Linked DNA regions of Sus scrofa: region 1 is linked to region 2. The links are chromatin contacts, called in public Hi-C maps. All regions are on one chromosome and are shown on one strand. The core of a region is the stretch at or near the end of the contact, and the rest is flanking DNA. Distances in the headings are between cores, read along the strand shown. Region 1 overlaps GNPTAB (N-acetylglucosamine-1-phosphotransferase subunits alpha/beta). Region 2 overlaps GNPTAB (N-acetylglucosamine-1-phosphotransferase subunits alpha/beta).

The links. Hi-C and Micro-C count contacts between places; a contact is called where the count stands out from the background.
Region 1: a Hi-C map of alveolar macrophages shows a contact between it and region 2, with 2.2 times the contacts expected there. A contact is called at or near these places in 2 of 5 promoter capture datasets (fetal liver and liver), 30 of 47 Hi-C or Micro-C datasets (adipocytes, alveolar macrophages, blood and 17 more) and 2 of 2 datasets of targeted methods (alveolar macrophages and skeletal muscle).

Annotation. Positions count from the first base shown.
Region 1 is chr5:82,423,294-82,426,773 of Sscrofa11.1, forward strand. All of the region lies in intron 14 of GNPTAB (N-acetylglucosamine-1-phosphotransferase subunits alpha/beta), which reads left to right. Among named protein-coding and RNA genes, the nearest start is that of SYCP3, 68 kb to the right of the region's middle.
Region 2 is chr5:82,356,378-82,359,789 of Sscrofa11.1, forward strand. The region is part of intron 8 of GNPTAB (N-acetylglucosamine-1-phosphotransferase subunits alpha/beta); the gene reads left to right. Among named protein-coding and RNA genes, the nearest start is that of DRAM1, 33 kb to the left of the region's middle.

The DNA.
Region 1 (3,480 bases), core at 293-2,792, 67 kb after region 2:
TGGGCCAGAGTGGTGACAGTGCCAAGTCCTAACCACTAGACCACCAGGGAACTCCCTGTTTTATTGTTTTAGGATACAATGTATTACCTTTATAAATAGCACGGTAATGTGAATGACATTTTGGTTTTTTCCATTTTTCATACTTTCCTCCATTATTTTTCTTATGGTACCTGAAAATAAGATGATTCCCAGCTAGATTAGGGTTATTTCTTAATCTGCAATTATTTTATTTATTTTTAATTTTTATTTTTTTGTCTTTTTTTGCTATTTCTTTGGGTCACTCCCACGGCATATGGAGGTTCCCAGGCTAGGGATTGAATCGGAGCTGTAGCCCCTGGCCCATGCCAGAGCCACAGCAACGCAGGATCCGAGCCACGTCTGCAACCTACACCACAGCTCACGGCAACACCAGATCCTCAACCCACTGAGCAAGGGCAGGGACCGAACCCACAACTTCATGGTTCCTAGTCAGATTCGTTAATCACTGGGCCATGACGGGAACTCCAGTCTGCGATTATTTTAAAATAGATACTATATTCTTCCTTCCCCTGCATTATTTTTAGTACTACTTTGGGTAGATAAAACCATGGATTAGCGTTCATTTCAGTTGATGTTTATTTGGCTTCTTGGCTTCCTAGCTGTTAGTTCCACAATTACAGACTTGTATCTATACTTTTGACTGTCAGCTCAAGTTCCTTATGCAGAAAAAATGACATGCTTGATTCTTTTTTATGTAATTCCAATTATAATAAGTTTTTAAAGAAGACGCACAACACCTCCCCATACTCTGCTTAGGTTTGAACAGCCCACATCTCTGCCCACTATAGCTGCTGACCAGTACACCTGCTAGTGGGCAGGCGTGTCTTGTCGAAGGTTGCCAGTCCAGGTCGTGGTCACCCCGTTGGCAAACTAGTTTTTTGGGCGGTGTGGAGCAGTGTGTGCCGGTAGAGGCCGAGTGGGGCAGGAGCTTGAACTGGGCAGTAGGGCCACCAGGCTCTGTACACGAGGACGCCCCCTCCTCGGTCACTCACCAGACCTGTCTTTGTGGAGGCCAGCACCTCCCGGGGGAGGGGTTCTAGCCTGCTCTTCACAGTGTTCATGGCAGCTTGTTGTCACTGCCAACACCTGCAATTGGTTTCAGGGACAAGGACTTCTGATTTGGGGAAGCTAGAGAGAAAATGAGAAAGAGGAAGAATAGAAGGAGAGCATCAGCATTCAAGCCCGTTCTCCACGGGACTGTCTTTCCTTGAGTCTCACTTCCTAGTTCTATTACAAGCACCCTGAGAGCGAGGCTTCCTCTCATTGGGTTCCCAGGCTGTTTAGTGGGCACTGTTTAAACACCTGCTGTGTGCCAGGGACTGTACCAGGCATAACCGAGGGACTGAAGTCACTTAGATAATATTTGGGTGTGATCAGTTCCAAATAAGTGTTTATACAAAATGCTGGGGGGAATATCTGGGCTTTGCTTGTACTGCAGGCAAGGAAGGCTTTGCAGAACAGGACACACTTTGGCTGGGCCCTGCATAGAACAGCTGTTCTCCTAGCAGAGAAGGGAGTCGGAAAGACCTTTCTGAGAGGAGGAAACAGCTTGAGCAGCTGGCCAAGGGCTTACAAATAAGTAAATGGTGTTTTCAGAGGGCCAAGGCGGCTGCTCTAGAGGCCAGAGCCCAGGTGGGGATTTTGCTGCTGCTGAGACTGGAAAGTTGGCTGAGGTCAGATTGAGAAAGATCCCTGGGGAGGAGCCTAGACTTTCTCTTGGAGGCAAAGAGCATCTTGAAGAGGAGGGCCTGATCTGCTTCTAAGCCACATGAAAGGGCAAGGGGTAGCAGGTAGACATTAAACAAGAAGCTGGAGGCAGGAGAACCAGTTGGGCCACTGCTGCCACAGCCCAGCAAGACATTCAGGTTCCACAAGTGCCTTGGCAATGCTGCCAGTGATGAGAATGGTTCCAGAACCATCTAAGAGAAACCCTCAGCATGACCTGGTGACTGACTAGATGTTGGAGGAGATGGAAGGAAGAATGAAACGGAAAGTAGGTCTGACCAGTGAAGATGGACGTGGGGCATCAACCACACTCAGAGGTTCTTAGGAAAAGTGAGATTTTGGGAAGGAAGCAGAGCTCATTTTGGGGCACATGGGAGGAAGGCCTGTTAGACATTGCTCTTCAGGACCTGAACAGCTGAACCCCACTGTGCCTTCCTAGGCTCTTCCAGGGGTCTTTGCCAAGGCCTGTGGCCTCAGAGCCACCAAGGGTCCAGTTCTGTCCCAGAGATCCAGGCTGGGCTGCGAGCATCTCAGGACAGGTGCTGCCTGCTCACCTTGTACCCTGGTGATCATGTCTAGGCCTGCTCCTGGGGGCTGCTTGATGAAGTGCTTATTGGAAGAATGAACAAGAAGCAGGTCTATGAGTAAGCACACCCACCACGTACAGAGTATAAAAGGAAGTGTTGCAATGGTGTGATCATTCAAGGGAGTCATTTAGGGTTTTGGCACCATGGCTGTATACATACAACAACTTGGCTTTTATCATTCTATTCAGAGCAAAACCAGAATCCCTTCCCACTCCAAGCAGGGTGGGGGGCAGGGGAAGACTTGATAATGGTTTCGTTTGCAAGGTAATAGATTGGAATTCATAAAAAATTTTCTGTGGACTATAGCCTTACCAAGTAAAGTCTTTTTTGTTGAAAGCTTTCGAGCTTGAGATATCTTTTATTAAAATTAATTTATTTTTTTTCCCTCTGTACAGCATGGGGGCCAAGTTACACCTACATGTATACATTTTTTTCCCCACCTTTTGTTCTGTTGCAATATAAGCATCTAGACATAGTTCTCAATGCTACTCAGCAGGATATCCTTGTAAATCCATTCCAAGTTGTATCCGATAACCCCAAGCTCCCGATAACCCACTCCCTCCCTCTCCCCCCGGGTGGCCACAAGTCTTTTCTCCAAGTCCATGATTTTCTTTTCTGTGGAAATGTTCATTTGTGCTATATATTAGATTCCTGTTATAAGTGATATCATACGGTATTTGTCTTTGTCTTTCTGGCTCATTTCACTCAGTATGAGAGTCTAGTTTCTTCCATGTTGCTATAAATGGCATTATGTCATCCTTTTTTATGGCTGAGTAGTATTCCATTGTGTATATATACCACATCTTCCTAATCCAGTCATCTGTTGATGGACATTTGGGTTATTTCCATGTCTTGGCTATTGTGAATAGTGCTGCAATGAACATGCAGGTGCATGTATCTTTTTTTTTTTTTTTTTTTTTTTTTTTTGTCTTTTTGCTATTTCTTTGGGCCGCTCCCGCGGCATATGGAGGTTCCCAGGCTAGGGGTTGAATCGGAGCTGTAGCCACTGGCCTACGCCAGAGCCATAGCAACGCGGGATCCGAGCCGCGTCTGCAACCTACACCACAGCTCACGGCAACGCTGGATCGTTAACCCACTGAGCAAGGGCAGGGACTGAATCCGCAACCTT
Region 2 (3,412 bases), core at 169-2,668:
GTCTTCTCTCTGTGGCATTGCCACTTCAATCCCTGATGTGGTGCAGTGGGTTAAGGACCTGGCATTGCCAAAGTTTTGGCATAGGTCACAGCTGCAGCTTGGATTTGATCCCTGCTGGGAACTTCCATATGTTGCATATGTGACCACAAAATTAAAAAAAAAAACAGAGTACCTCTGACAGTCTTCTGAAGGCATTTTGCACTTAATATTGCAACGAGTTAGATAATCAGAATTTTTGAATACTCACATACATATGTTGAGTGCTCACTAATTTGGCTCTAAGAAGCAGAAAACTAAAAACTAATAAAATTATGGAGATCAGAAATGCCAAAGGTGTGGGAATCAGGAAATCGATACAACTTTCAAACAGTAGAACAGGAATTAGCTTTTGCAAACACGTGGGTTCAGCAAAGTATATCATGGTGGGCTTGATATTGATCCTGGGAAATTGTTGGAACCTGTAGTTAAATGGATGACTCGTGAAAATGTAAATGGGAAAGTAATTAAGAGCCAGGGAGAGAGAGAGTGAGGGGGAGAGGAGAAAGGGAGCATACATTCTTTTTGAGCAAACCTGAAATTTTCACTAAGCTTGACCACGTACTAGGCGGCAAAGGAAGCCTCAATGAATTCCAACGTGTCAATATCATGTAAAATCCATTCTTTTTCTTTGGGTTAGATTAATAATTTGTAGACTGAAGAATCCACTCCTTGATTTACTTTATTTTTATTTTTGTCTTTTTTTTTAGGGCTGCTCCTGTGCCATATGGAGGTTCACAGGCTAGGGTGGAATCAGAGCTACAGCTGCCGGCCTATGTCACAGCCACAACTGCACCAGATCCGAGCCATGTCTGACCTATACCAGAGCTCATGGTGATTCTGGAACCTTAACCCCCTGAGCAAGGCCAGGGATCGAACTTGCGTCCTCATGGATGCTAGTCAGATTCATTTCTGCTGAGCCGTGACAGGAACTCCCACGCATTGATTTAAAAAGAAAGGGATTCAGTTAGTTCATCCATAAACCATTATGAGAGCTGAACAAAGAGACTTTAGGTTGAATTTGTAGGATGTGTTCCCAAAACCTCGGTTGAACTGAGCTCCAGTGGAGCTGTGGATTCTGATGAGGTCGGGGGAAGAGCAGAGGCAGGAAGCTGCTTCCAGCACTGCTGGCCTCAGAACCACTGGCACATAGGCACCAACTCACTAGCAAAAAAACATGTGCCCTTTCCCGGGCTTCTCACCCCATATCACTCTTAGATTAAGACCTTCTGTGAATTCATCTGATGAGGAGAATCTAAATCACACCTAATTTTAGGGATACCAGCTATGAGTTGCTGCTTCTCAGCTCCAAAGTCACCCCTTCAGAACCGGGCTCTGTGATAATGGACTTGGACTCAAGCATTTTTCCTTTGCAGCGAGTCTAATGCTAAACTTTGCCAGTAGAGGGCGCTGAAGGGATATTGCAGGAGGAAGGGGGCGCTTCCTGACTCCAGTGTGTGGTTTTTGCTTTTTTCCCCACATGCTGCATGGTAGCTTAATGTACCAATGTGTGAGGACATTGGTGATGCTCTGTCCCAGCCGTGCACACCCAGAGAGTCCAGTGTCTATCTTACCCTAGGGATGCAATAACATTAGCACTTAGAGGGATGCTTAAAGTTTTGGAACATTAATGAAAAACAATAAACACTGAAAAAATTGAGCTACTTATCAAATTTGAGAAACTAGTTCAAGAGCAACAGAGTAAATTCAGAGAATAAGAGCAAACGAAATTACAAAGATAAAGGCACAAAGCAAAGAAATATAAAGCCACAGAAAGGAGTTCCCTGGTGACACAGAGGGTTAAGGATCCTACATTGTCACTGCAGTGGCACAGGTTGGATTCCTGGCCTGGGAACTTCTATGTGCTGTGGGCATGGCCAAAAAAGGCACACAAAAAAAGTCAATTCAACAAAACTTTGGGAGTTCTGTCGTAGCACAGCAGAAACGAATCCGACTAGGCACTGTGAGGTTTTGGGTTGGATCCCTGGCTTGCTCAGTGGGTTAAGGATCCAGCGTTGTTGTGAGCTGTGGTGTAGGCCAGCATCTGTGGCTCTGATTTGACCCCTAGCCTGGGAACCTCCATATGCCGTGGGCGTGGCCCTAAAAAGACAAAAAGACATTAAAAAAAATTCAGTAATTCCAAGCATGTACTTGTACTTTGTACTTTTTTTTTTCCTTTTTAGGGCCTCACCTGTGGCATATGGACATTCCCAGGCTAGGGGTTGAATCAGAACTGCAGCTGCTGGCTTACACCACAGTCACAGCAATGCAGAGTCCAAGCTTCATCTGTGATCTTCACCACAGCTTGTGGCAATGCTGGATCCTTAACCACTGAGTGAGGCCAGGGATCGAACCCACATCCTCATGGGTCCAGTTGGGTTCTTAACCCTTTGAGCCACAATGGGAACTCTGTGTACTTGGTACTTTTATCAGTGCAAAATATATACATTCACCTAATAAATTTTATCAATTGGCTGCTATAGGCAAGGCAATGTTAAAGGTAGGGATATAGTTAAGAATAAGATGAGCAAGTCTTTTGCCTTTATGATGCCTCTGTTCTATAGATGAGATACACAAAAAACCCCACCAGCAAAAATCAAGTAAATGGAATGAAGCATGGTCACACTTATGGGAAAACTATAAACTATTGTTTATATATACATGATATATTTGCATTCACACACACAGAAATAAACAGTGGGCCATGGTATGTTTTGGCTTTTGGAATTCTACCAGAAGCAATGAAATTTCTTTCTTTTTTTTTTTGTCTTTTTGCCATTTCTTGGGCCGCTCCCGCAGCATATGGAGGTTCCCAGGCTAGGGGTCAAATCGGAACTGTAGCCACCAGCCTACGCCAGAGCCACATCTGCAAACTACACCACAGCTCACGGCAATACTGGATCCTTAACCCACTGAGCAAGGCCAGGGATCGAACCTGCAACCTCATGGTTCCTAGTCGGATTTGTTAACCACTGAGCCATGACAGGAACTCCTGAAATTTCTTAGTAATTTTGTTTTATATGAGGTCACTTACACTAGACCTGTGTTTTATGAACACACACTATATATCCAGAAAGAAAGCAAGGGACAAAATCAAAGTATGTGTCCTGACAATAAGCAAGATTTTCAAACCTAAAGTGCAAGCATTTCATAATGTGAACATTTTATCTTTTTACCTTGAGTAAAGCAAGGACTCAGATAAATATGGACATATCAGGAGTTACTTCAATTTTGCTTAATTAGCTAAAGCTCTTTGTTTAGATTCTATTTTCTTTTCTTTTCTTTTTTTTGCTTTTTAGGGCCCCACCAGCAGCACATGGAGGTTCCCAGGCTAGGAGTCCAATTGGAGCTACAGTTGCTGGCCTACACCACAGCC